Linked DNA regions of Mustela erminea: region 2 is linked to region 1. The links are chromatin contacts, called in public Hi-C maps. All regions are on one chromosome and are shown on one strand. Each heading gives the region's core, a stretch centred on a gene start, on an enhancer-like site or on the middle of the called end of the contact. The rest is flanking DNA. Distances are from core to core; before and after follow the strand shown.

Region 1 (2,700 bases), core at 103-2,602:
GGTCTGGTCCTCAGTGTCACGGATGCAGGAACACTGGTTTGTCACTAACCCAGGAAAAGCTGGCTCTCATCAATAATTTTCCTTATTCCTTTATGTGCCGACATACAAGAAAACACATGAGAACTACTTGAGTTTCCCACTTTCCAAAATAAAACCTACATATTTTCCATAAAAAAAAAAAAAAGAAAGAAAGAAATGGCAGATGACCCATTATCTACGAGAGACTGTGCCAAACACAGAACAGGGACATACTTTAAAGAAAAGTCCTTGGCTTTATCTTACTGTAGGCCAGTGGGTGGACATATTTTCAGATAAATGTTTAAAGTTTGAATGTGTGCTGTCAGTAAAAATATTTAAGCTATAATATCTTAGTTTTCCATGATTCTCTGCTTTAATGGACTCTTTTAAACCAAACATTGTTCTGTCCATATAGATAAGAGGAAGAGAGGAATAAATCCTTCCTCTTTCCTGGCTGACCTCAAGCTACGAACTTCTCCAGGTACTGTGTTGCCTTAAACACAACAAAAAAGACAACACTTTATATTTCAAAATTTGCATTCTAACCCATGTTTTAAAAACAAAATAAAAAACTCCCCTCCCCCGCCAAATCTTCGTAGAGAACCACAACTTCTGTGATAGGAATTCCGTGAGTTAGCTAAATTTTTCTGAAATAGGAGTGGGTAATTTAAATCCCGTTTTCTAATTTATCTGTTGGATCTGTGCCCCTGGGACTCACAGTGACCTTGGAGGCAGGCCCACCCATGGCCTAGATAGATCCTGGAGCGCAGGTTTGCCTGTACCTTACCGTGCCTGCTGATGCTAGGAGCTGGGGTCACTGGACTGACCCTTCTGTGTGGGCATATATGTATGTGGGAGCGAAGAAGCTCCAGCCTGTGGGTGTGGGAGAGCCTGTGTTCCACAAGCTCAGCACTGCCCTGTTTGGGAGCCAGCCTGCTGCCCAGCATCTCAGGCCGGAATATCTACCCTTCGAGCAGAGCTGGCAGGCCCTGACAGTGAGCATGCCTTTCGTGCCAAGTTCACCATGGTGACAACACTGAGGAACAGGCGATGTCTTCGCACCCCCACCCCCAGCCTGCTGTCTGTCCTCCAAGGCACTTGTGGGGGGTGGGGAGGTGGTTCATTTGTTCCCAGGCAGCAGATTAGGTGGTTTTCATTTGTGAACTCTGCTTTTTAATCCAGCTCTCCTCCTGGCCACCAGTCCCTTCCCTGGCATCATAGGGTAACCACTGCTGGCGAAGGTGCTCAGAAAGTGAGGGGAGACCTTTTGGGCCGGCACCCACACGGTTTTGAAACACCCCCAAGGCAGATCACCCTGAGTCACTGGCCTGATGGCAGTGGGCCAAGCAAGGAATCACTCTCAGCAGTTCTCCGCTCCTCCTCCTCCTCCTCCAACCTCATTCCTTTCTTACTTTACAGGGCTCTAGCCAGTGGGAGGCCACAAGTCCAAGACGTAGACTCGAGTGCCCCCGTGCGGCCATGGTGGAGGCGGGAGGCGGTTTAGAAGATGCAGCCAGGTTTTCCTTACACGTGGGCGGGAGAAGGCAGCCGGCACCTACAAGCCGGCACCCTCCTTAAAGCAGACATTTTACATAATCTTTGTTGCTATTTCCTTCTTAAAATTTTTATGTCTGTTTTACACTCGTTCTTAACAAGTAAGCATCCTAGGGCTTTTTTCAGCTTGAGTTGTGAAAGAGTGACTTGGGGTGGGGTGGGGGGGCTGGATTTCCAGTAGGTGTAAGTAAGGTATGCTCCCTCTCGGTTCTGGGAGACTTCCTCCAACCCACAGCCTCTTACAGTTGCGTGTTTTTATTCAAAGGGGCGGGGACAAGAGCTAGAGCTCTGCCTTTCCACCTCACACTTTGAGGCTGTAATCAATCACAGGCGTTTGCAAACACCTGCTGCAGCTGTGCTGTTGAATCTGTAGCATCAAGACCAAGGTCTGGTTTGGACACAAGGCTTCCAGTGCTTGTACTTTGAACTCCCCAGGGAGTTTGGACCTTCTTTTATGGGTCGTCCCCGCAGTGTTTTGGTGGGGGGAGGAGGAAGATGCAGTCCCCAGGGAGAGAGGAAGGTGTTATCCTTTGGAAAGAATAGATTCTGCCTTCATTTGTATGTATTTCTTTAACCTCCTTCAAAATTTTTCCCTTTGTGTGTGGTTTTATAATTAAATAAAAAACCTGTTTAGGAGGATTCATAGCAGATGTTGTTGGTAGCCCAGCCAAAGCTGTATCCCTTGGCCTCCCACCAAGGTCACCCTTAGGACCACCTGTGTCTCTCTGCCAGAGGGTCGTCATAATCCGGGATGTTCTGGGGGGACTAAACCATGATAGGCCCCACATTTTGGGTAGTTTGATTTTAGGAAAATTACTCATTAGCTATATATCCTCATTCTGATAACCACTACAATTATTGAGTGCCTACTATGTGCCTGATACTTTTTAATGATTATATTCTAAAGGTCACACTAACCCGGAAGGCAGATACTATTAATCCTTATTTTAGAGATGGAGAAACCAAGGCTCAGCAAATGGCCATAGGATCTGGGAGAAGCACTCAGGTTTTATATCACCCAAGTCCACTCACCCTTCTTATTGTCTTCTCTGTGGTGGTCTCCACTTTGCTCGCCACGGACCTCATTCAGAGGGCCCCAGCCCCCGGTCCCAGCTGTATCTCTCCCTT
Region 2 (2,700 bases), core at 44-2,543, 270 kb before region 1:
CATTTAAGAGATGGGCAAGGACCAAGGAAAGGAGAGAAACTGGAAAGGAGAAGTTAAGGAACAGGAAGAAAATTTTGGAGAGCTTGGATGTCATGGAAACCAAGGGGAGAGAGCATTTCAAGAAGGGAGAGGAAACAGCATCAGCTGGTGTGGTTAAGTACACTGGGGACTCCACTCACGGGCTTAGCAAGGTAGAAATGATGGGTCCCCTCAATGAGCAGTGAGCTCCAGCACCTGGGCTTAGATGGGATAGAGTGTAAGAAAAGGAGATAGGGAGCATACCTAACTCTTAAGGAGTTTAGGGAGGAGAAGAGGTTTGAGAGGTGGCCAGAGAGAGGTGAGGCAGGGTGTGAGATGTTTTTTAGGATGGGTGAGTCTGACTGATGGGAAAGAATGGCAGACAGGGGGAGGTTGAGGAAGAGGATGAGAGGTGGCCAGCACCAGAGTTCCTGAGAAGCAGGGCTGGGTAATGGGTCCAGGACACAGGTGGGGGCCTGGGCTGAGGGGACCCACTTCCATGATAACTAGTGGGATGGAGGAAGGGCACTCATCCTTTCTTCTTTCCTACGTGGTTGTGGGGTTAGGTGGTAGAAAGTCAAGTGAGCCCTGGGCTGATGGCTTTGGTGTTTTGTCAGAAAAGGAAACCGAGTGATCTGCTGGAAAGAGGAGCAGCCTCTGGATGGCCCCAGTTCCCTTCCACTCCCAATACTATCCATTCTAGGGGTGACAGCAGGGTTCCTCAGCTATCTCTCACAGCTCTCACCTCAGCTTCAGGGGCAGACCTGCAGTCTAACACCTCGAAAAAACAGGAGTGGGTCCCTGGGGCCTTTCTGGAAATAACATTCCTTCAAGTTCTAGTTTCTCTAAATCCTGGACGGCTTCTCTTTCATTGTTCTTCCTGGACCCAGCATGGATTTACTGGAAAATAGAGGGCCTATTGTTCTGATGCAGTGATAGGAATAGAATTCATTTTGAGAAACTTAGTTGTTAGAATTTTTTTTTTTTTTAAGAGATTCAGCATCGTTTTCTCATAAGGCAGATGCTCGGTGACTGCGTTTGTCCCCTGTTCATGATGGGCATGTGGATAAAGCCAGTGGTCCCATGCCACGTGGTCTGCGCCTGGACCTATCTCCATAGCTCTCCAAGTAATCCCAGTACTCCCAGTTTTTGGAGGCCGGCTGGGCGCCTTAGTGTCCGCCAGAGGGCGCCGTTGGCTCACAGAGCCGGCCGCGGTGGCCCTAGGCCTGGGGGTGCAGCGCTGACCACAGCGCTGTCCATTAGCCCAGTGACTAAATCACTTTATTACTTCATCCCGTTAAGCGAGCCAGCCATCGCCAGGGCGCTCAACTGTGCAAGCAAGAGAGGAGCTAACAAGATTTGTGACACTCTTCTTATTTCGAAGTGTCATTCTTGTGACAAGTATTTATAGAGCACAGGGTTGTACCTACTGTGTCCAGGATCCTGGAGAGTAAGTATGGAGATGAGTCATACTGTCTCTCCAAACTTAAAGACCTTTCAGGGAAGTGGCAGAATTAAGAGAAGTCCCAAATTTAAAAAAACTGTAGTTGGGCAGAGGTCAGGGCTATGAGAAGTGAGGGGAAGTGGTGGGAGAGTTCAGGGAGGGGGATCCAGAGGTTCAGCCAGGGACATAAGGACTGGGACAGGGAGGGGTTGGGCCTTAAAAGAGAGAAGGATTTGCTACCCTGAATTACATCTTGGTTGCAAGAGAACCTGTGAATTAAACTAGTTCTGGTTGGACATCTGTTATGCCTAAATGATTGTTATCGGTGATGAAAAGGCAATATTCCCTGCCCTGGAGATCTAGCTCCTTAATCTTGAAAGGAAATTAGAAATAGAAATGGATTGGCCAAATATCCAGAATGGGTTAGAAATATATAACGTAATCTGAACACTCAGATTAAAAAAAAAACAAAACCCAAAACCAAACAAAACCAAAAAACCATGTGTATGTTTTGAGGGGGGCCACGTCTGGCTGGTTCAGTTGGTCGAGCATGTGACTCTTGATCTCAGAGTCATGAGTTTAAGCCCCACGTTTGACAGGGAGGCTATTTAAAATTAAAAATTTTTTAAAAATGGTTTCACTGAACAGTAAGATCAGTCCTGCTAATTCATCAATTAACCACAGGAGCCCACAGAAACAGCTGTTACATTTGGTACAGTTATAAAACCATTCGCCAAAGATACATCTAATTGGTGTTACCAGACAAGACGCAGAAATAGAGAAGTTAAGGAACAATAAAGTTTTTTTTTGTTTTAAGGACCTTGTTTACACATATCCCCAAAACCTAAGGAAGAACTCTGTGAATATCATCGTCCCCCAAGAATTATTACAAGTCTGTAATATCCAATTGCACTGAGGCCAGTTAACTTTGGAACCAGTACATTAAAACAAACCTGACTTGATTTACAGAAATTTTGTTTCCAACATATAAAGGGTAATTGGAGTTCTTATCATTAAATGGCGTTGCAATGGTTCTAGTGTAATAATGCAGGAAAATCAGTAAACTGCAACTAGGAAGCATTAAGAGTTGATTGTAGACCTCTAGCTAGTGCTTTCTTTGGTTATTGTTAAAAATTCTCTTGTGTAGCAAGTCAGTGAACTTCTCTAGCTCTCAGCTTCCTCATTTAATAGAGGAATTTAATAATAAGAAAGAATATAGGCCAGTTCATCTCCCAAAT

The links. A called contact is a pair of places that touch in the nucleus more often than the background predicts.
Region 2: a Hi-C map of fibroblasts shows a contact between it and region 1, with 8 times the contacts expected there. The contact joins two enhancer-like sites. A contact is called at or near these places in 3 of 3 Hi-C or Micro-C datasets (fibroblasts, skeletal muscle and spleen).

What each region holds. Positions count from the first base shown.
Region 1 is chr7:63,182,578-63,185,277 of mMusErm1.Pri, reverse strand. The region is part of intron 5 of PRKCE (protein kinase C epsilon type); the gene reads left to right. Among named protein-coding and RNA genes, the nearest start is that of EPAS1, 290 kb to the right of the region's middle. Within about 2 kb of position 1,352, the one cell type or tissue checked has open chromatin away from gene starts, as enhancers often do. A contact at or near this core is called in fibroblasts, where this site is marked.
Region 2 is chr7:63,457,279-63,459,978 of mMusErm1.Pri, reverse strand. All of the region lies in intron 4 of PRKCE (protein kinase C epsilon type), which reads left to right. Among named protein-coding and RNA genes, the nearest start is that of PRKCE, 31 kb to the left of the region's middle. Within about 2 kb of position 1,293, the one cell type or tissue checked has open chromatin away from gene starts, as enhancers often do. A contact at or near this core is called in fibroblasts, where this site is marked.